2 separate regions of the Gossypium hirsutum genome follow, and region 2 is linked to region 1. The links are chromatin contacts, called in public Hi-C maps. All regions are on one chromosome and are shown on one strand. Each heading gives the region's core, a stretch centred on a gene start, on an enhancer-like site or on the middle of the called end of the contact. The rest is flanking DNA. Distances are from core to core; before and after follow the strand shown.

Evidence for each region. A called contact is a pair of places that touch in the nucleus more often than the background predicts.
Region 2: a Hi-C map of leaf shows a contact between it and region 1, with 1.9 times the contacts expected there. The contact joins two enhancer-like sites. A contact is called at or near these places in 19 of 34 Hi-C or Micro-C datasets (anther, callus, fibers and 4 more).

What each region holds. Positions count from the first base shown.
Region 1 is chrD10:14,312,742-14,317,625 of Gossypium_hirsutum_v2.1, forward strand. No RefSeq gene overlaps it. Among protein-coding and RNA genes, the nearest start is that of LOC107915829, 14 kb to the left of the region's middle. Within about 2 kb of position 2,305, at least 2 of the 9 cell types and tissues checked have an H3K27ac peak or open chromatin away from gene starts, as enhancers often do. A contact at or near this core is called in leaf, where this site is marked.
Region 2 is chrD10:14,467,208-14,472,091 of Gossypium_hirsutum_v2.1, forward strand. No RefSeq gene overlaps it. Among protein-coding and RNA genes, the nearest start is that of LOC121222430, 7.9 kb to the right of the region's middle. Within about 2 kb of position 1,959, at least 1 of the 9 cell types and tissues checked has an H3K27ac peak or open chromatin away from gene starts, as enhancers often do. A contact at or near this core is called in leaf, where this site is marked.

The DNA of each region.
Region 1 (4,884 bases), core at 1,055-3,554:
TACTTGTTTTGGAAAGACTCTACCAGTGGGGATGTAAACTACTGTTGATAGCATGCTCAATCAAGGCACCTATGATTTGCCGATGCAACTAGGGACAGCAAGCAAAGTTTGCATTTCAATCCCTCTTTAATGCTTAAATTAGTAGTTTTTGTTTAAGAAAATGAATAAAGATAGAAGATCATGAATAATTAACATAATCAAAAGGAATCCCTAGAGACCTTTTTATGTTTATCTCTTCCTTATCTCTCACATTATAATTTTTTTACCTTTGAAGTCTAAGATGTCTACGGGATTGGTTCATTCTCATATTTTATTCATTTTCTTCTTTTATCAAATTTTTATATATAAATACAATACTTAATTTATCAAACAATACCTAAATTCATATATTTTTATTTTTTTGTAATGTTAAATATTTTTTGTATATTTTAATTATTTAATTAGAATATAATTTTTTGCACATTGAAATTTTAATAATTATATATGAAAATTTTGATAAAATGATTTATGATATTTGAAAAAAAATATTTGATTCTAATTTTTTTATATTTATATATAATGTTTAATATATGTTTTCTTAATAAAATTGAAAAAATAACCTTAACAGCTTGTACACTTTTTTTAATATTGAAAACCTTTTATACATCAATTTTTAAATATATTTTATTTAAAAAATAAATCTAAATCGATTCAAACTATTACTTTGAAAAGCTATTCGGACCAACGCATCAAATTCATATAAAATTTGAACAAATATAATTGTAGCCACTATTTTTTTAATATATATATATTTCAATTCTCTGGTATTTTCAATTTTCAGTTTTTTTTATACACTTTTAGTAAAAATTTAAGATTTCATAATAAGATTTAAAGATGATATATACAAATTTTTTTTTTGAAAGTGATGATACATACCTCCTTAAAGTATAGTAAAACTACAAAAATAAAGTATACAAAATAGAAATCTAGTAGCATTTAAATCTTACTTATGAAATTAAAAATTTTCACTAATTATATATCAAATGCTAACCTTTATAACTTTGTATTTAAGGATTTTAGATTACGTTTTATAATAGAATTATGAGAATGTATAATTATAGGTGGAATGTAAAATTATTCTATTTGGTTCATTTGATAGGAATGTAAGATTTTAGATGTTAGGTTGACCGAATGTAAGATTATTTAAAAGCAAAATTTACTCTATTGTCATTCTTATAGAATGTGTTTTTTTTTAAACAAAGTTTAGTTCTTTTAACATTTTTTTAGTCTCAATTTCCTCAAAATTATAATAAATTATTACAATTTTTAATTTTTTATTATAATTTATATATTAATAAATAAATATATGATGTTGTAATAAATTTATAAATCATAATTATAATAATTTATGAAAAGTGATTGAAACATCAATCATAATCATAATCATAATTAATATATTAATAAGTAATTTATTAAATAAAATATAATAATTGTAATTGTAAGGTATGGCATAGAGGTGATAATGGGCTGGGCGGTCTGCCCGAAATATGGGTTTGGGCAAAAAAATGAGGCCCGTTTAGAAAATGGGTCGGGCCTCGGGCACCACTTTTTTGGCCCGGGCCTGGCCCGAATATATAATAAATATATATTTTTTATTTTTAAATTTTAAAATATTTTTAAAATATATTTTTATTTTTTTATTTTTAAAATAAATTTTTGGTGTTTATTAAAAATGGGCCGGGCCGTGATCGGGCTTAAGAATTTTTTCTCGAGCCGGCATTGGACAAAATTTTAGGCCCATATTTCGGGCCGGGCCGAACCCGGGCCTAGGACGCGGGCCAAAAATTTTTTGGGCCCGGCCCACACCCGGCCCGACCTGGCCCATGATCACCTCTAGTATGGCATGTTCTGGTTCATTATTAGAAAAATATATATTTTTTATTTTTAATTAGTCTTGAACTTTATTTAAGAAAAAAACCTAAATTGATCCAAAATATAAGATTATGCTTATAATCTAAGATTATAACATCTTAATACTATTTCATAATATGAAATTATTGGATGACCGAAATATTAATAATCCAAATATCGTAATTTCAATCTGAAATGTAAGATGAATCAAACTCCGTAAAACCCCATGAAAAAATAGTTTATTTAGAGCTACACGTCCATTGGATCTTAGGTTGAAAAAGTCGATTTTTCTTTTCTTGGCAAGTGCTTTTTTGTTGAAGAATTTATGTAAGAAAATAGGAGAAGTCACATGCATGCTCGCAACTCACACGTATTGTTGTGATCAAAGAAATAATTCCCCTGAGACCCACATTTATCGAACCAATGTTTTCATAGGAGTGGGTGGGTTCCCATCTCAATACTACACCTAAATTCCCACTTGTGCTTTCGCTTAATTGTTTCTTTTCACTGTCTGGGAAAGCAAAAAACAAACAAACAACATAAAAAAGAGTAAACTTTTTTTAGTGTAAAAATTGACAAATGCAGGACCTTTCTTTGATAACAACTCATCAATTGTTCTTCACCACAAGCTGTTTGGCCAATGGATCAGTTTTGATTTCATGATGTGTTGAAAAATGAATCAAGTTCTAACGTATTATGGAATGGGAATTCCATTATTATTGATTTTGATGAAAATTAAATCAATTTAGGTAACACTTCATACCCGGCCTAGACGATAAGGTCAAATTTAGGAAGTTACCTCGAATATCTCTCAAAGCACATTATCGAAATTTAAGTCTTTAAGCCAATCTAGTAGAAATTAGCAAATGCATAGCATAATACATTACTTATACTCTTAAAATACTTTACGTATTGAAATTATTGAAAGTAAGTTAACAAACTAATAACACTAAAATAGATAAGGGGTATGACCGAGCTCACGATCTGCCGAACCGATCAAGTCTGTGATTTACCTGTAATTTAGTCAGCAGAAGAAATAAGTTAGTGATTTCCTAAAAAAATTAATTATTTGTTCAATATATTTAAGTTAAAACCAATAGGGTCCCAATATTGGATTCCAGAGTCAGATCCAGAAAGCAGATCATTCAGTTTAACAGATCATAGCAGTTTAGATAGATGGTAAGTCAGGCTATTCTCAGAGACAGAACATATCAAAATATATGCAAGCTTCCTATTTCCCACCCATTACACACTATCTTCGACCAACCCAACACACCAATCAGGGTATTAAATACCCTTCCAACCCTACACACCACACAGTATCTGTATAACATGTTCTGATAATTATAGACTAACTGCCACATCAGAATATAAATACCAGTGGTTTAACCACCATTTCAGAATAGAATACTTCCTCCTTTACTCAATTTCACCCAATGCAAATCCAGATTCAAACAACAGTTAATACAGAGTCGTACATGGCCACTTAGATACAGTTAATGTTCATACCGAATAATTCAATATCAGTAACAGTTACCATATCCAATATACATCAGATCTCTCAATATTTAGTTTTAGATCATGAAATCATAGCTTATACAGTTTAATTCAGTACATATGGACACTACAGAAAGCCTACAATTGTTTCAAACGACGCATACTACCCGAGAGAAAAATCCAATTTTTGGGTCACACGTCCGTATGGTTTCACGCGACCGGAATGGCTGGCTCATATAGCTCCACATAACCTGGCACTCGCCCATGTGTATGCTCGTGTGTCTCACACGGCCTGGACACCCGCCCGTGTCTCTGGCCCGTGTGGTCTCTAGTGGCAAACAGTGAGTTACACGGCCTGGACACATGCATGTGTCTCTGGCCCTTGTGAACCCTGCACTAAATATTCCCCACACACAGTCTGGACACAAGCCCGTGCCTCTAGCCCATACATCTCTAATTCGTGGATAGTGAGTTACACGGCCTGCCACACTGTCATGTGGCATCAACAATCATGTTTTTTGGCGTCCAAAATTCCTAAAAGTTTGGGTTTTCGGTATGCACCTAAAGTAGTTTTGACGCAGAAACAATACAGAGAAATCTCAAAGCCTAAATTAGCCAACCAGAATCAATCAATCGACTAAAACAGTGAAATTCGCACAAATTAACACTTACTGAACTATGTCAAAAACTTCGACAGAAAACCTTTAAAGAAACCGATACTTACCATTAAATCAACGACACCTGTTCAAATTAGCCTATTAAGAAATGCTACTTTCGACACACACACCTAAAACAAAGAAACCAGAATCGCTTAAAGAAGAGACTTCAACCTACTAACACGGAACTATTTCGACAGTACAAAATCGTTGTTTTTTAGAATTCACAACAGAACTACACAATTAACTCTTAATTGACATCACAGAAATTGTACTTACTTGACCAGAATAGCAAATAAGGAACAAGAAGTTCAGGGACCGATAAAAGAAAATAAAAGAGAAACAGGAATAATAAAAAAGAAAAAAAATGAGGAAGAGAGAGGAGAAGAGGAAACGTTAAAATTTAATGTTTTAACCACCAATCAGAATTCCTAACGCATACGCCAAGACTCGAACACAAGACCTAAAAGTATATAGAAGCTTAACCATTGAACCACTAGGTTCATCGTTGACACAGATTTACAACAAATTAAGCTTAAGTCAACAATTCAAATATAGAGGTTAGTTTAGAATAAAATAGCAAAGCTTTCTAAAGACGTCACTCGAACTCATGACCTTGAACACATAAGCAGGGCACACAACCACAGAAACAGAGATTCATTTATGCTAGCATTTCTTAGTCAAACATTCAAAGTTTGGGGTGTTACAACTCTCTCCCCTTAAAAGAAATTTCAGCCTCAAAATTTACCTGACTCAAGCAGATATGGGTATTTTTGACAAATCGAATCTTCAGGGTTCCCCAGTTGCTTCCTTAGTACCATGATTTTTCCATAGCTACTTA
Region 2 (4,884 bases), core at 709-3,208, 150 kb after region 1:
GGTAGCTTGAGGCTCTTAGCAGGCGTAACAAGAATTTAATTTTAGATTTAATTAGTATATTATTTTAAAAGTGATTGAATAAATTGATTGGAATGCAAATAGCCTTTAATTTAAATTTTAATTAATTTTTTAAACGTTAGATGGTTAGATAGTTGCAATTACTTTCTTGAGTCTTGAGTTCGATTTCTCTCTTATAAACATTTGTATTTTTTATTTCATAGTGCAATTACAAATGTGAGTAGGAAATGAATTGAACCTGAGACTCTAGGATAAAAACACTAACATTTAAGCATTTGACCAAAGTTGAAAGCACATCAAGTTAAAAGCATTTCCTCTAAAATCCGTTGAAAACACATCCAACTTTCACACCCTCTCTAAAATTAACTTATTCCAACAAATTTTAAAAAATGACCTAATTTTATAATTTTTCCTTAAAAATTCACCCAATATTTTATCATTAAGTAAGTTTCCAATCAAGATACTTTTTTCCATGGTTTCCTTCTAAAATTTCTCGGGATTCAAACCCAAGCATAAGCGTTACCATCTTCTTCCACAATGAGTCGGTTACGAAAGCGTTATTACTGATTTTTGTTAGGGATAAGTTCAATTAGTTCATTTTATTATTAGTTTTCTAATTACATTTAAATAAAAAAATTAATAATATTTAATTTAAATTTAAAATCGATTCAACTTGGAACAAAAAAAATATTCTTATCCGAACTCACCTTCACTAGTCTCCAGCATATATAGCAAATTAGGTGTGCCACTCAACTTGTATACAAGTCTATCTAAAAAAATCAATTATATCATATTCAGCAATTCAAATTTGAGTATTTTAACACTTAATTAATTGCGTCTAAGTTATTGAGTAACCCAAATTAGTTTTCGAGTGTAATTGAGTGTTTTTAATACCTAATTTTTATTAATTTTTTTTAGTTAAAAACTTGACAAAGGTTCGAGTAAAAAAATCAAGATAATTTTTTATTAAAGGTTAAATTACACAATTCTTCGCTTTAACTTTTAAAAGTATCAAAAAAATATTTTTCATTTTAGGCATAGCTATCAAAAACCATTTTCATTAGGTACTGCTGGTAAAATTGTTTTCATTTTGATCACCTGCTACTAATTTAATATTATTGTATATTCATTTTAGTTACTTAACTTTAGTAATATTTTTTATTTGTCTTTAATTTTTTGGACTTAATTTTAGTTTTTTAGTAAAAGGGAATGACTTGGGTGTGCATGGAAAAATTTAGATATTTAAAAATCATTTATCTTTTTAATTTTCTTTATTTTTCTCTTTTTTAGAATTAATTTTAATTTTTCCCGATAAAAAGAAAATTTTGGAGTTTTATAGGGAAATAACTGAGTTTTATAACTTGAGTTTTTCTTTTTTAGTGAAAAGCAGAAAACTTGGATTTTTCTAGTAAATTACCTAAGTTTTTACACGAAAAATTTTGAATTTTTATAATGAATTGAGTTATAAGAAAAAACTCAAGTTTCATCTTTGCCGTTGAATAATTCAATTTCATGTATAAATTTAAATTTTTTCTTTTTTTAATAAAATTAATTTTAAAAGAAAACGAGTAATTAAAATAAAAATTTATTAAAGTTGAATAGCTGAAACTTATTTTATAATCAAACTTAAACTTTTGTGACTGGATTGAAGAGTTGGTTTAGAGTAAATGAAGAAATAGTAGCATAATGAAGCAAACTGAGCAAGGACGTCCCACCGGGAAATTTGCAAACGCTTGCTATGATGGAAGCAGGATCTGACACTTGAAGTTTAATCTTGCTGAAGATGAATTGTACACCTGATTTGATTTGCCTAAAACACTCAACTTTACCCAGAAATTTTATATTTTTATTCTTTTTCTTGAAGCTAATGTGGCTGTCAATATCTACTTGATGTGCAAACATCCAAAAACACAAGCTGAAATCCAAGCGAAAAACAAATGTGCCCCAGACTTTCGTGGACTGGGAGACTTATCCATATTCGAAGCTAAGCTTTAAAAATAATAATTTTAAATATAATATAATATTCAAAAAATGAATTTGATTATTTTCTATATGGATAGAACTTTTGGTAAGATTTTTTTAGTTGCGGAATATATTATATTATAAAAATATTATATTAATTATATATGTTAAATCATATTTATATTTATATTAAATCATTAACTTCATAACAATTAAATCTATTACTCAAAATTTAAAAAATAATTCACCTAAAATATAAAATTTTAAATTATATATTTAATACAATAAAATATTTATTATATTTATTTGTGTTTTTTAATATAATAAAATATTTATTATATTTATGGCAGTGTTTTTTACTATAAATATTTTTGATGTGTTAGAAAACTTTTATTTTAACATTTTTTAGTGTTGTATTATATTTTTTAATTTTTTTTCAAATAAAAATTAATATAAAAAATCAAATATGAGCAAGTCGGGTCAGGCTCAAATTTACCTTTCTTAAATTGAACCGAACTTGGACAAAAAAAGTAAGTCCATTTTTCGAGTTGAACCCGAGCTTGAATATTTGGTTTAAATACCTTGTATAGGCTTGACTTAAATTTGGCTTAGTCCAACCCATAAACACCTCAACCCTAGACTCTGTATAAGCATGTTTACTTTTATGGATAACAGAGAACTCCCTTGTTTGAATCTATTTTGTTTAAATGTAATGTCAATCTCGATTTAATTCAATTGATTTATTTAAGAGCACAATAGTGTTTTTTTAACATTATAGAAAAATAGTTAAATTTCAGTTTTGATATTTTTATTATGTTTAAATTTTAATTTTAATTCTTAATATAAATTGATTTTTATTTTTTATAATAATATTAATTAGTTCAAATAATTAATATCATTAACTTTTCGATTAAAATGTTACAAGATTAAGGGTACACGTGATCTCTCATTTTTTGGGGTTTGCTTTGCTTCGTGTTTTTAGGCATTATTAGACGATGGTCGAACTTTAGTTTAACTCTTATACTAGGCTGAAACATGATATTTCATCTATATACTTCATTTTTTTGACATAATTTGGTCATTCTATTTTATAATATCATTAGTTAGTCTAAATAATTATATTGTGAACTATTTCAATTAAAATGTTGACGTCATTTTTATAAGAACACTATTTCAACAAAATGTTAAAAGAGTTATATTGTTAACATTTTTGTAAGTTACTATAGAACAAAAGGGTATTAGAAAGCATTAGAGTTTGTGTTTTGAGAAGCTCTCTAAAATGTTTAATAATAGAGAAAGTTTAATAAAATAAGCGAGAGGATTAATGAAGGGAAAAGGAGAGGAATAAAGGAGAAAGCGCACTCTTCATTTGCCCTTTTCCTGTGTGATCCGCGTGTTATACAAATGGTGTTGTCCGCTTCACCTATTTTCGAAGGTTTTTATTATCTTTTAAGTTTTTCTTTAAAATAAATTTATAGACTCTTTAATTAAGACGAACTTGTACTAAACTTATTGATTATTTTGTAAAATTCCCCTTGTATGAAACCTTTTTTATGAAAAAAAAAAAACGTAAGTGATATAACATGGATTTAAAATGACTCCAAGCTATTTCAATTGTCACTGTCTTATTGACTTGGCGTACCTTGCCGAACAAGTACTAGGGAGGAATTCAAGCTTGTTAATTGCTCTTAGGTTCTATTATTATTATTATTATTATGAAATTAAGTACTTTTAAGAAAAATGAAAAAAAAAAAAGTCATTCTCACTACAGGTGGCATACATTTAAACCGGAATGGAACTTAAAAAGGTGGAGGCTCCTTCACCAATCAGCAGATATCTGGCAGAGAGAGCATTAAACGTTAAACCAGGCTCAGCTCAGCAGGTGGTGCCTTGCCTCGTGGGGGTGTGGGGGCAACAAAAGCCACAGCTCGAATTTAATTGCATATCTGATAGGACTCTTTATCTACCCCTATTTATGAATAAGTTGATGAGACAATACATTGAAAGAGAAAGCCTCATTTAATGGATTTAACTGTAAATCAACACTATTGCTTTCACATTGCATCTCCCCTGGGTTTTGTCAGGATGGATGGGCCCTTTACTCCACCATTATGATGTTACAATATCTATTTCTATTCAACACAACTGGGTTTTTCCTAATGTCGACAAACATTTGGATGTTAGCCGTTTCTTTGTTGCTTCATTGTAGATAACGAATTCAACCTACATATCTTTCCATTTTCTTCCCCATTTATTCAAATTTACATCCATAACTGTTACATAATCTCATTTATTATAATGGGAGTGATTGAATTTTGGTGTCACTCTTAATTCCACATTTAGATTGAGTTTTTAATTTTATTGTTTGATAATGAATAAATTTATTTAGTTAATTGAGTTTTATCTCGATTGATATCAATATTTTTAGTGTAGGAAATGAATTTAAACATATTGAATCATGTTTGTCCTCCTATTTATGATTTATATAAATGTTACGGATAGTTCTAAGCCGTATATGAAAAAATAGATAAATTAATTTAAACCATTTTTAGTACTTCTATACAAATGTGAGTGATTAGATGTAGTTGGTAGTGAAATATGTAGTTAGTGAGCCATTTATAGATCTAAGGGTATTTAGACTTTTTAATTTTTAGAGCAAACTACATTCATTGTCCCTAAATTTTGGTTGAGATTACGTTTCAACCACATAATTTTTTTTACTTACATAATAGCCATTAACTTGATCAAATAGTTACATTTTTTTCACTCATTTATTACCTCCCGTTCAAATGATGGAGTGGCACATTGATATAAAGGGCTAATAACCAATTTGGTCCCTAAAATATAAATAAAATATTATTTTGATATTTTATTAATAACATATATTTTTTTTTATTTTTTAAA